2 separate regions of the Drosophila melanogaster genome follow, and region 2 is linked to region 1. Evidence: chromatin contacts called from public Hi-C data. All regions are on one chromosome and are shown on one strand. The core of a region is the stretch at or near the end of the contact, and the rest is flanking DNA. Distances in the headings are between cores, read along the strand shown. Region 1 holds the start of fzy (fizzy). Region 2 holds the start of Nak (Numb-associated kinase).

Region 1 (6,172 bases), core at 3,559-6,058:
CTTGTTCAAATCGTGACGGGTGAAGAGCCAGATCAGGGTGGCCGTAGTGATGTGCTGCACCAGAAGCACGTTCGATTCCAGACACTTGAGGATGTAGATCCAACTGAACTCGGTGCCTCGGGCACCCACCCACAGCATGATACCTCGGGAAAGAATCACTTCGGCGGTGGCCCCTGCGGAAGTATACGAAAATATTTAGTTTTTACTAAATTTTTGGAAGTTGTCATACATATATGGGTTGGGGTATTAAAGGTTGAGTAGGCATTGGCTCTTGTAACATTAATATATCTGAACAGAGTACTTTTCAATCTTTAAAAGCCACCCTCATCATTAATTAAGTTTAAATAAGTTGGTTCGTTCAACCTACATCCAAGTCCAGCCGTTATGAGCTTTGAGTGGCCCTTGCCGGGTATGCGACTCAAGATTAGGGCGAATCCAAGCAGATCGGCGATGTCCATGCTGCAGCGAAGAATCTCCTGCAGACCAAAGAAACCACAACATGACCTCAATAATTGGGTGAAGGTAAACAAAGATAAGCACACGTACCGCAAAGAAGTTGAACTCGCCGCTGGAGGATGGAGCGTCCGAGTAGAAGAATGTGGCCAGCACCAGCATCTTGACGAGCTGTGTGAATATATAAATGCCTCCCGCCTGCACGCACTTCCAGAAGGCTCCATATTCTGATCTGTGATTAAATAATAAGCCGGGAAAGTTCACAAATAGTTTTTTATTGACCTGGTAGAGCTGCGGACTTGGCAGTCGGCAAATCACCAGTAACCAGAAGTAAACTCACAGGCCGGAGTATTTATAGGTGAAGTAGTACGGCGTCAGCAGGGCCACACAATTTCCAAAGTGATACAGTGTCATTTTCTTTGATAAATTATGGCTATTTTATTTTGGCTTAATTAAGAGAAGAATTAAAAGTTGAAAAGAAAAAAACTAGCGTTGCTTGCCGTGGGTTATCGATATGTGCTTAACAGGGCTGACGGCATGTCAGGCAGACTATAAAAAACAAGCTAGTTTTGCAGACAATATTTTACAATAAATATTTTAATAATAACTATTATAAATAAATATTTTGAAATATTGGAAAACGTGTGTCTTTCCGAACGAAAAGAAGTAGCAACTGTTTTAATCTGTTTCGTGCCTATCGATAGTTGCTTAAATATCAACACGTCATCGTAATCTATCATCTGGAGGTGTGTTCGTGTGTGTGAGAAGAGTGTGTGTGTGTGCGTTTGAGTGAGTTTTCTGCAACCTTTAGCAATTATTATGAATTTTTTGACAAAACCATTGGGAAATACTTGAACGGAGACCAAATTTTACTTTGTTTAGGACACACAAACCTGCCAGCTAAGTGACGAGCCAAACATCAAACGGTAAACCAGTGCATTAAAGGAGAAAAACAAAGGGGAAATTTTCGCAAAGAAAAGTCCAACAGATCATTTCGTTCGTGTGCATATGAAAAACAGCAACGTCAACTCCCTGGTAAAAGCTGCAATCTGAAATGAGATGCAAACCCGAAGACGCCTTCATCAAACAGACCAGCAGGATTACAGCAGTAGCAGTACCTATACCATTCAAGAGGATCAACAGGGAGGAGCAGGCGCAGGATCTGTGGGCACGGGAACAGCTGGCGGATCGGTAGGACTATTAGCACAGTCCCTGGTTCCACCACCAACTGGTCACGAGGCGGCCATCCACATTGGAGACAACTACCAGTCGGGCGATTCCATTTCCACTCCCGATTACTCCGACGACAAGTACGGCAAGGCGGCCCGCCAGTGGAACCTACGCGCCTTCTCGGGCCACGCACTGCGCACTTTAAGTGCCGCTGCCGCCGTGGTCACCGGCAATCAACCGGGCATCAATAACGATAGCCAAAGCAACTATAGCTACCCCGCTTCCATTCCGACTAGTTCACAGTTTTACCAATCGAAGGAGGAGCCGCAGGAAACGGAACCCGAACCAGAAATATTCGTCATGGCCGCACGCGATCGAACGGGCGAGTTCGCCAATGCGATTCGTTCCCTGCAGGCTCGAAATATCACCCGGGCAGTGAATATACGCGATCCCCGCAAAGCTAAGCAGGTTCAGAGCTACTCGGAGTTCATGATGGTCGCCAGGTTTATTGGCAAGAACATAGCCAGCACCTACGCAAAACTGGAGAAGCTCACAATGTGTAAGTACATGTTTTAGTAACCCCTTAAAGTCATATTCAAAACTTTAAAATTCCCATCTTCGTTTTAGTGGCCAAAAAGAAGAGCTTATTTGATGACAGACCGCAGGAGATTCAGGAGCTGACCTATATCATCAAAGGCGACCTAAATGCCTTAAATCAACAAATTGCCCGACTGCAGGACATCTCCAAGGATCAGCGGCGTCACACAAACGGCAAGCATTTGGTGTCACATTCCTCTAACATGGTACTGGCCCTGCAATCGAAACTGGCCAGCATGAGCACGGACTTCAAGCAAATCCTGGAGGTGCGCACGGAGAACCTCAAGCAGCAGAAGACGCGACGTGATCAGTTTAGCCAGGGACCAGGTCCGTTGGCCGCGCACACCGTCTCCCCCTCGACAGCCAAGCAGGGATCTTTGCTTCTCAGCGAGGAAAACCAAGCGGTCAGCATAGATATGGGGAGCAGCGATACCACACCACTCCTATCAACCCAGACACAGATGGCCATCTACGATGATTCCGATAATTACGTCCAGCAGCGGGCGGAGACCATGCAAAATATAGAATCTACCATCGTTGAGCTCGGCGGAATATTCCAGCAGCTGGCACATATGGTTAAGGAGCAGGAAGAGATCGTGGAGCGTATTGACACGAATGTGGCGGATGCGGAATTGAATATTGAGGCTGCCCATGGGGAGATCTTGAAATACTTTCAATCCGTCTCCAAAAATCGCTGGCTGATGATCAAAATCTTCGGCGTTCTCATATTCTTCTTCTTGTTCTTCGTTGTTTTTATGTCGTAATCAAACGCCAGTTGCCCATTAAAAGCCCCATGTACCTATCCATGTATACAGCTTTTTATTTTAATCAAGATTCAATCACAATATTGTTTATTCCAAGCTGTGGCCTCCCGAAACGATTGTAAAATAAAGTTATAAATACGTTCTAAAGCAAAATACATTTATTTTAGCATGTGGTTCTTTGGTGAATTTTTCCATTCTAATGGAAGCTCTAAAATTAAATATAATTTCCAAAATATAAAGCCGAATGATAAATATGTTTGCTGATGTAAGAAACTTGTATATTACCTTAGAAAACGTGTAATGCAAGTATCAAATTGGAGAGAGACTATATCTATGTTTGCCCTGCTGATAAGGTTTAAGTGCCCTTTCATAATCTTTATTATCTTAAGTGCTCGTTGCTCCATGTTCGTCGTGTTTAGCCAAAAATTCCGCTGTCCCTCATGCTAAACAGAAAAATGAAAATTGGTTACATTGATTTGACTTTTATTTAATGCTTAAAATCCAACTACACCAAAGATGCGATATGCAAAAAATAATCAAAATAAAAACATGTTACAATCTCTTACTGCAGAAAAGTATTACAAATTGTATGAAAAAAACAAAGCTTCAAGATGTCTTTATGGATTTACACTAGAATTTACAAGTGAAGTATTGTTCGCGGTTGATGGGGACTCTTCCCCAAAAAAGGAAGTCCTCTACCCGAGTTTAGACAACTAATACACGACGCTGATGCGTTGGCGCCAACACTGAGATCCCCAGGCAAGAGCTTGCCTATGTCGAGATGAGCGAATAAACCATGCTAAAATTAGCAATTAGAAACGTTAGACAAATGAGGACCCTGGCCACAATGAATCTCAATTAGACTTACCCGTATATGTAGTAGAAGAAGCTAATCAGATAGACGGCCAGTTTAATCCAACCCTCACGCATGTTCCGGTACAAAGTATCGGTTTTCAGGACCGTGGTGGGATCATAAAGTCCGGGTCCCGACATCACAGGGCGGTTTTTGTAACTGAAAGCGATAGGGGTATTACAAAGCATGAGTGCTTAAGGGTGCTTATGTTGGGCTTGGGTGAATCTTGATCTCCTCGGATCTCAAATCACATTATATCACACGGTCAAATGAGTCACTTACCGCCAAATATGATAGGCTATGAGGGGTATGTTGATGCATAGCGAAAACCATTCGCCGCAGAACAAGAAGAGCAAGTTCAGAAAGATGTGCAGAAGGTATTCGGGCAAAACCAGCTGAAATGCAAACACATACATTACAGGGCGCACTGCGGGTGTAAGCAGTAAGTTTACTGACCGGATTGAGGCTATTGCACTGATCAATTGGGTTCTTATAATCCGTTTTAAGTTCGTCGAATGCAATGACATGAAATATGGCGAAAAATATCAAGAATGCATCCCCGATCAGGGCCACTATGTACGTGAAGGCGGTGAAGTTGAAGGCCATCTTGTAAAATCGCTGGAGCACGTCTTCCAGGTGCTAATCAAAGTGACTTGCTAATTATTATCGTAAAATTCGGCTTTGCAATTGTAGCGCTGGGACTCACTTGTTTTTTTTTTACAAGGGCGGCGATGATGACAGCTGTGCGCCAGGGATGCACTAATCTAAACGATCAGGCAGCACAGATGTACGGTCACATTGCAAATGAGGCTAATAAATAATCAGCTATCCATTATAAATCAAATATAATTTCATTTAAAGAAGCAATTTTAATTTCTAACGAATTATAATGTTTTGTATTAATTTTAATTCTCTGGTAATTTTCTCTACGCACAAAAAATACCACTAACAGTTAGCCGATGCGGTCACACTACATTTCCAAATCGAACCGCCATTTGTGTTGCATCTCGAAATCTGGAAAAAATTCGATCCAAGTGTTCTATGAGCTTCTGTTTTTTAATAATAATAAATAAATAAATTCGATAATCAACTGACACCAGAAAAGAGCGGAACACAATGTCGCAGTTCAATTTTGTGAGCGATTTGCAGAATGCTCTCATCATGGACGGCGAGACGCGCGGACCTGCGCCCAGGTGGAAGAAGAAGCTGGAGGCGTCTCTAAATGGAAGTGTGAATACCACTCGGTCGGTGCTATCCGTCTCGTACAACACCAGTTTCTCGGGTGTCCAGGCGCCCACGAAAACTCCGGGCAAGAGCAGCGAGGGCAAGACCAAGAAGTCCAACACCACGCCCTCTAAGACGCCAGGAGGCGGAGATCGCTTTATTCCGAATCGGGCGGCTACCAACTTTGAGTTAGCACACTTTCTGGTAAGGATTCCACTCATCCCTCCATCCCGCCCTGTAAGGGCATCCTTATTCCAGACCCCTTAAGAATTTATTGACCACCTGACCATCTATTAGGTGAACAAAGACTCCGGCGATAAGTCCGATGAGGAGAACGACAAGGCCACCTCGAGCAACAGCAACGAGAGCAATGTCCAGGCTTCGGCTCACAAGGGCGACCGGCAGAAACTCATCTCTGAAGTGGCCCAGGTCGGTGACTCCAAGGGCGGGCGCATTTTGTGCTACCAAAACAAGGCTCCCGCTGCTCCAGAAACACACAACAATCCCCTGAAGGTCGTGTACTCCATTAAGACACCCATATCCACAAAGAGTGGCTCACGCTATATACCCACCACATCCGAGAGGATTCTGGATGCACCTGATTTTATTAACGATTACTGTAGGTCGAAGAAAACTTTTCTTTTCTTTTTTTCTACTATTGATCTCTTCCAGATTTAAATCTTATGGATTGGAGTGCCGACAATATAGTGGCTGTGGCCTTGGGCAGTTGCGTCTATTTGTGGAACGCACAGACCGGAAATATCGAGCAGCTTACGGAGTTTGAGGAGGGCGACTACGCAGGCTCGCTATCGTGGATCCAGGAGGGGCAGATACTTGCCATCGGCAACAGCACCGGTGCCGTGGAGCTGTGGGACTGCTCCAAAGTGAAGCGTCTGCGAGTGATGGATGGACACAGTGCCCGAGTGGGATCCTTGGCCTGGAACTCATTCCTGGTTTCCTCTGGCAGCCGGGATGGCACCATTGTCCACCACGATGTGCGTGCACGTGAGCACAAGCTTTCCACATTGTCCGGACACACGCAGGAGGTTTGCGGCCTAAAGTGGTCCACGGATTTCAAGTATTTGGCTAGCGGAGGCAACGACAATCTGGT
Region 2 (6,126 bases), core at 2,940-5,439, 2.7 Mb after region 1:
TGGGAGTTTTCTGATTAAAAATAAGCAAACAGATTATCATACAGGAATCTGAACACAAACATTATGCATCACTCACATGGAGATTCTGAACGGGATTATCCTTGCCCGCCAGTCGAAAGGCCACCTCGCAAACTTGCCAAATGTTTGGTCGCTTCTCCATATCGGGTTCCAACATATATTTAATCAGTTGGTGCATGCCCTTCGAGTACTTTGAGGAGTCTGGAATGGAAAACTGTCCATTCTGGATAGCCAAAGTGCTCTCCCCAAATGGCAAGGAAAAGAAGCACAGCTTATAGAGCATGCAACCCAGTGCCCAGATGTCCGCCTTTGTGGTTATGCTCTTGCCCCCGTACAGGTCGATCATCTCGGGAGCCCGATAAGATAGAGTGGTGTACTTTTGGATCTCTTCCTGCACCACGGTGACTCCGTGCTGTTGAGGATTTAACGTCTTGGCCGTTGCCGATCCGAAGTCGCAGAGTACGAAGTTGCCCGCGTCCGTTTGCAGAATGTTCTCCACCTTAAGATCCCGATGGATAATCGGAGTCTGACAATAGTGCAATCGAGAGACAGCCTCGGCAATATCACAGAAGATGTTGAGCACCTCTGGCTCCGTGAAGCCAACGTGCAATCTGTGGCGAATTTCATTGGATTACATTCGAATTCCGCAATCAAATGGACTACATTTTTAGATTCACTTCGTTTACCTCGCATTCATCATGGCCAGCATGTGATGCTTGCAATAGGGCATCAGGAGTAGCACCTCGCACACCCCGTTTCCCGTGGGCGTGATGCTGGAGTCCACATAACCAATGATGTTTTTGTGCCCACTCAGGTTGCTCTGGGGGAGTGAAAGTGATTGCCCTATTAGATTAGGTTTGTTTGTCCCGATTTATTTACTCACCGCAATCTGTATCTCCCGCTTGGCTACGTTCAGATCGTGCTCATTGTTGACGTACATGCGCTTCAGGGCGTACTTGGTCGCCGAGGAACTGCCTCCGCCGTTGCCCCTTGCCAAAAAGACCATGGCGAAACCACCTGCGTGAGTTTTGAAGAGATGGGGAAGAGAAAAACAGAGCATTAGAGCATGGGGTAAGTTGACGGGCTAGACATCCATAACAGCTGTCAGCTGTAAACAACATAGCATATTTGAATGGGGGAGGAAACTGCGAGTAAGCTAAACCCGATGAATACCCTGTTATTGTATATTCATAATACATATATACGAATATTTTATTTTATATGGCAGGAAGTAGCTAATTAATAAACTAATTTGTTTATTAAAAGGAAATATGTGTCACATTTTTATAGCACACGTATCTTTGGCCATTCCTTCCCACATAATTTATGCCATATATCTACGTGATAATAATGGAATTTCTTTACTATAAACATTTCACGTTCACAAATATCCCCCCGTGGTGTTAAAATAGTAGAGGGTACCCGAATTCGAGTGATAGCAGTTACTGTCTGGCCATGGAACGATTTACACATGTTTTGCCTAACAGGCCATTTGCATGAGGTTTATTTCAGTTTATTGCAAATAGAATTTCAAGTAGAATGCCCCCACATTTCAGCCCTCTCCACCTGTCGCTTTACGCCACTTCAAAATGTACGATAAAAAGGCAACGCAATATAAACTAAACTATTGAAGGTCACGTACAGAAATAACAACAATAACATGCGACAATAACAATACTCAGCGGGGGAAGGCGGTGGGGCGGCAAAATAAAAAGATAGGAACAGTGGTCACTAAGAAAAAAACATAAAAATATATATTAGATATAAAATGAAATGATATTAGAAAAAAAAATGATCTCAATACATTAGATGCATAGACGATGCAACGATTAGGAGAATGTTTTAATATTGAAAATATTTATGGAACATTTGCTGTAAATGCACACACCATTTCTCCCTGTGTAGGCGATAGAGAGAAGTGAATAGCGGACCAGCAAATGTAACCATTTTTGCTCGACTTTGTGAAATTATGGCGTCAAATGTTAATCAATGCTGAAGGTTGCAACAGCAACAAATCAACATTGGCAAAAAGTACAGCAACAACATCCAGTAATAATAGTATGAAAAGCAACAATAACAATGCACAATTGTAGCGATGCGAGAAAACGCGAGAAGGCAATTCGAAACGCAAACGAGGGTAGAAAATACGTCTGAAGGGGCGTCAACTGCAAGGTGGGCAGTAAGCGGTTAAGGGTGGGGGCTGAGGGGTTAAGGCGGGAAAGCTTCATTCGTTAACCGTTTGTCGCTTAGTCATTTGTAATTGTTGTTGGCTGCTCAAAAATCGAATCAAAGAAAGCAGGTAAATATTGAAGGTGATTAAGCACAGTGTTACTTTGGAAGTATCCAGCATATCGAGCAGTTTAAACTTGGCTATACGCGCATTTTATTCATTGAGCATCTGCAAAAGACTCTATTTATTTTTTCTCTTTCTTAAATGAAATACCAATAGTTACGTTACTGGATTAAATGAATTAATAAATAATATATAATTTAGTTTATAATTTGTTATACTAATTCAATAACTTTAACCAAATAACCGTGTTCGTCAAACGCTCCGCCTTTTTAATTACAGGGTATGCCCGACAACAGCTGACTAATTGCCAGCGGCGCCAGCGCAGCGCAAAACAAAATTACGAATCGAGTCCGCTTGCCAAAAGTATAAAAAGTAAAAAACACTACGTAATGGCTAAAGGAAAGGTGGCGAATGGCTGGCCAGGCGGTGGGTGAGCAATCGTTAGATGATCAAATGTTGGGCGGAGGGTACTGGTGCCAGGCCAACAAGGAGGCACTTGCACTGCAGGATGATGTGGAGTGGAGCACTCCGCATTTCAAGGACAAGGACACAGCACAGGCGATTTCCTTAGGGGCGAACTTTGCCATTTAGCTCGGCGAAAGGTGAAAAACGGAAGACTGTCGGAGACAGTCGGCTGATGAGTGTTGGTCTTGCCGCTTCATTGGCTAAATTAACATAATTGATTCAATTGATTTGTGGCCATGTGTAGTGGCTACGGGAATTCAATGGGTATTCCATGGAAAAACCAACCAGAACCGTAACTGTGTTTGTACAGTCGGGTTTCTCTAACGCGGACACCCATTTGTCACAATAGAAATGCTGGCATTTCTGGTTTTGGCAAAAATAAACTCTTTAAAGACTGACATAAATTTGGACGAAATATCTGCACGCCATTAGAGAGCCGAGTTATGGACATAAATATGTAGTTCTATGCCAAGGGCAAAATTGCAGTTCAATTAGTTGGAATTTAGGTTACAAACCAGTATTTAGTATTCATAATTAATGAAATAATTTAAAATGTTTTACAGTTTTATTAAAAGATAATATATCAAAGTCAGATTTTAGCTGTTTTGAGTTTAACATCTTATACAGAAATTATTGGGAGTAATTTATTTGGATTTAATCGGAAATGCGACAAGTGGTGTCCCCAATTATGGAGGATACGCAGCTGATTTTTATGCTCTCTAGCGCTTTGAGTACGCCCCACATTTGGGAGTTCTCGCGCTGAAGGGGTTTATCTAATCTGTGACGAGGGGCGAGACCGAAAAGCGGACGGCAGGCTACTGCCCACCTGTAAATCAGGCAGGTGATAAGCATAATCGCGGGCGACGTGTTGTAGGTAGGGGAATGGGAGCACATATATAAGAGTGTATATATAGTCGTCTACCTTCTGCCAGGACATCCTCCACGGTGACCGTGACGCGTCCCACTGTGAAGACCTTGCCCACGAAGCTGTTCTTCTCGTTCGAGGACGACGAGCTGCTGCTGTTGGGCGGATTCTCCAGTCGAGAGTTCTCATTGCGCTCGAACTTAGACAGGATTTTCTTCATTTTCCCCCGATTTTCACTAGAAAATGTTTACTGCCCCAGCAGCACAACACACACACACACACTCGCGAGCACACACGCACACTAGCTAACACGGTCTTAATTGCCTGCGCGTAGGTGTTTTTGGCAATTTTTAATTTTGCGAGGGCGGCTGACGGTGGGCGGGGCGTCGGTGCCGCTGGCCAATTAATCCACTTTCGAGTCGTATCGGCTAGCTGAATAAAGCTATTCTGCGCACTTTGTGTTTTTGCATGCACACACACAATGCAGTGGAAAAAGAAAGTTGTTCGATTTTCCTGCTGCTCTCGAGTTGTTGGGCCAGTGTGACCAGGGCGCTTTGCTGCAGTCAGATGCGCAACCCGCGGCTGGTGCAGCCGCCTATCGATATATAGATAAGTTGGTTGCAATCTCGAAATTCTGAAAACAAGGAAATCCCCGTTTACAAAATAGGTTTTATGATAACAATTTTTTGTAATTTGATCCAATTTAAAAAGATAATATGGTTCTACTTTCAATAAAACATATAGCTACAGTTGCATTAAACTATCGCGCAGTTTTAATTAGCTATGCTGCCAACATCGTGTTTCCCTTATCAATATGTTATCGATTGTGCTGGTGCAATTGTAAACAAGCATCTCTAGCAAATGGTCGCTAAATTCGCAAAATTGTAGTTTGCTGGGATAACAATGATAAATACGGCCAAGTACTTTGCTCTTCTAGAGAGTTTAAGGTTTAGTAAAGCTCTAGGTAAATTGGTTAACATCATATAATAATTGTAGTATCCCTAATACTAATATTTCGACAGCAAATACGGCGAATAACTCAGGGACTGCCGAAGCCTTGGAAATCAACCTGCGAATTTTGGAAAAATATGCTAAACTCGAGATTGGTCAGCAATTGCATGAGCTGTGCCTGGAATATCAGTTAACAGACGATCACGAATCTAGTATTGATCCCGATTCGGATCGTACTATATGCTATATAATAAGATTGCAACATGTGCTACATTCGATCATGAGGAACATTAATTTCCACAGCGACGCCAAGGAGGATCTTATTTCGGTAGCGCACCTGAAATTGTGTATCCAGGCTTCCCAAGAATTATCATATTACTCGCTTCGATGCCAGCTACATGAGGATTTCTACAAGTCGCCCATCTTTTGTGAGGCTCAGGGGAAAATCAAAGCTAACTTTTCATTGATGCTTCTAAGCATTCAGTTCTTTATTAATCTACTGCATATTCGACAATACCACATAGCCAACTCGATGGAGCTGGTGCAAAGGGATCTACTGGCGGCCATTGTGAGTCTACGTGTGCAGCAAGACTCTCCACTGCTGGATAAGGCTATAGCCTACCTCTGGCAATATGAATCCAAAGCAGATTTCTTTCGCAACATCTTGCTTTTTAAAGCTACGACTCTCTGCCCAACTCTGGCCCAATTATTGCACCGTCAACTCTTAGGAAAGCTTCACTTACCCCAAGGATTTGCTAGTCTTGTTGAGGCCCTGCATCAAAATCCCAATGTGAATTCTTCCAGAAATGCGGAAATTGTGGCTAGTATTGTGGCCAGAAAAGGATTTTCTCAGTTAGCGCAAGAGAAGATGGTTCTCCAGGTGCTAGAATATTGTAAGTTCTATCTGCAGAATGCGGACAAAATGTGCGCCGGTGTCCTATCGCTCAGAAGACTTTACGATTTAAGTGATACAAATCAAAAGCTGATAAAAGAAATATTATTCAAACACTGGGAAACGCTTTGTAACCCAGAAGACATTATTAATGGCCTTATCTTAATGGATCACCAGGAACTGTGCAATCGCATTCTCTTATGGCAGCATCTCTTTTGTTCTTCAACCGTAGCTTGCTTACCCAGTAATCTACTCGTTCCCTACCTTCCTTTGCTGCTCCAACTCTACGATGGCCTTCCAATGGAATTACCGGCGTCATCGCAGATTTCTGCCATTATTTTGCGTTGTCTGGACAACAGAGAAATGAAAAACGAATTACCTGCGATACTCCAGAAGCTGTTTAAATGGGAAATTGAGAAGGAACCTCCTTGGAAGTGTTTAAACCCACGCATTATAATCCTGCCTTCCATGAACACAACTCAAATTCAGGTTAAAGTAGCTCACAAAGATCATCTAGCAGATCACGATATGGGCAGAATATTGCCCGGTCTACTCACATCAAGCTCTCATCATTCCCTCACCTGCAAAGTTTTCCTCTCTCTTCTGGGCTTCATAGCTAAACAGATAAATGATAAATCTTCA

Evidence for each region. Hi-C and Micro-C count contacts between places; a contact is called where the count stands out from the background.
Region 2: a contact with region 1 is called in a Hi-C map of the Kc167 cell line, with 2.3 times the contacts expected there. The contact joins the promoter of Nak here to the promoter of fzy in region 1. A contact is called at or near these places in 2 of 107 Hi-C or Micro-C datasets (both in the Kc167 cell line) and 1 of 6 datasets of contacts at active chromatin or transcription factors (the Kc167 cell line).

Annotation. Positions count from the first base shown.
Region 1 is chr2L:16,306,148-16,312,319 of dm6, forward strand. It overlaps fzy (fizzy), which reads left to right and starts at 4,809. Exons shown (of 3, transcript NM_058153.4): 1 at 4,809-5,265; 2 at 5,359-5,680; 3 at 5,734-6,172. The coding sequence starts at 4,954. cni (cornichon) reads right to left here and starts at 4,579. Exons shown (of 5, transcript NM_001273566.1): 1 at 4,544-4,579; 2 at 4,294-4,493; 3 at 4,120-4,232; 4 at 3,853-3,996; 5 at 3,145-3,783. The coding sequence starts at 4,443. The coding sequence ends at 3,756. It overlaps CG5861, which reads right to left and starts at 1,151. Exons shown (of 4, transcript NM_135945.3): 1 at 794-1,151; 2 at 547-685; 3 at 368-476; 4 at 1-173. The coding sequence starts at 867. Syx5 (Syntaxin 5) reads left to right here and starts at 1,199. Exons shown (of 2, transcript NM_134305.3): 1 at 1,199-2,182; 2 at 2,251-3,127. The coding sequence starts at 1,513. The coding sequence ends at 2,984.
Region 2 is chr2L:18,964,555-18,970,680 of dm6, forward strand. It overlaps Nak (Numb-associated kinase), which reads right to left and starts at 4,190. Exons shown (of 8, transcript NM_057818.4): 1 at 3,699-4,190; 2 at 902-1,035; 3 at 705-838; 4 at 77-629; 5 at 1-10. The coding sequence starts at 3,861. It overlaps Tango6 (Transport and Golgi organization 6), which reads left to right and starts at 4,474. Exons shown (of 3, transcript NM_136078.4): 1 at 4,474-4,605; 2 at 4,664-6,126. The coding sequence starts at 4,545.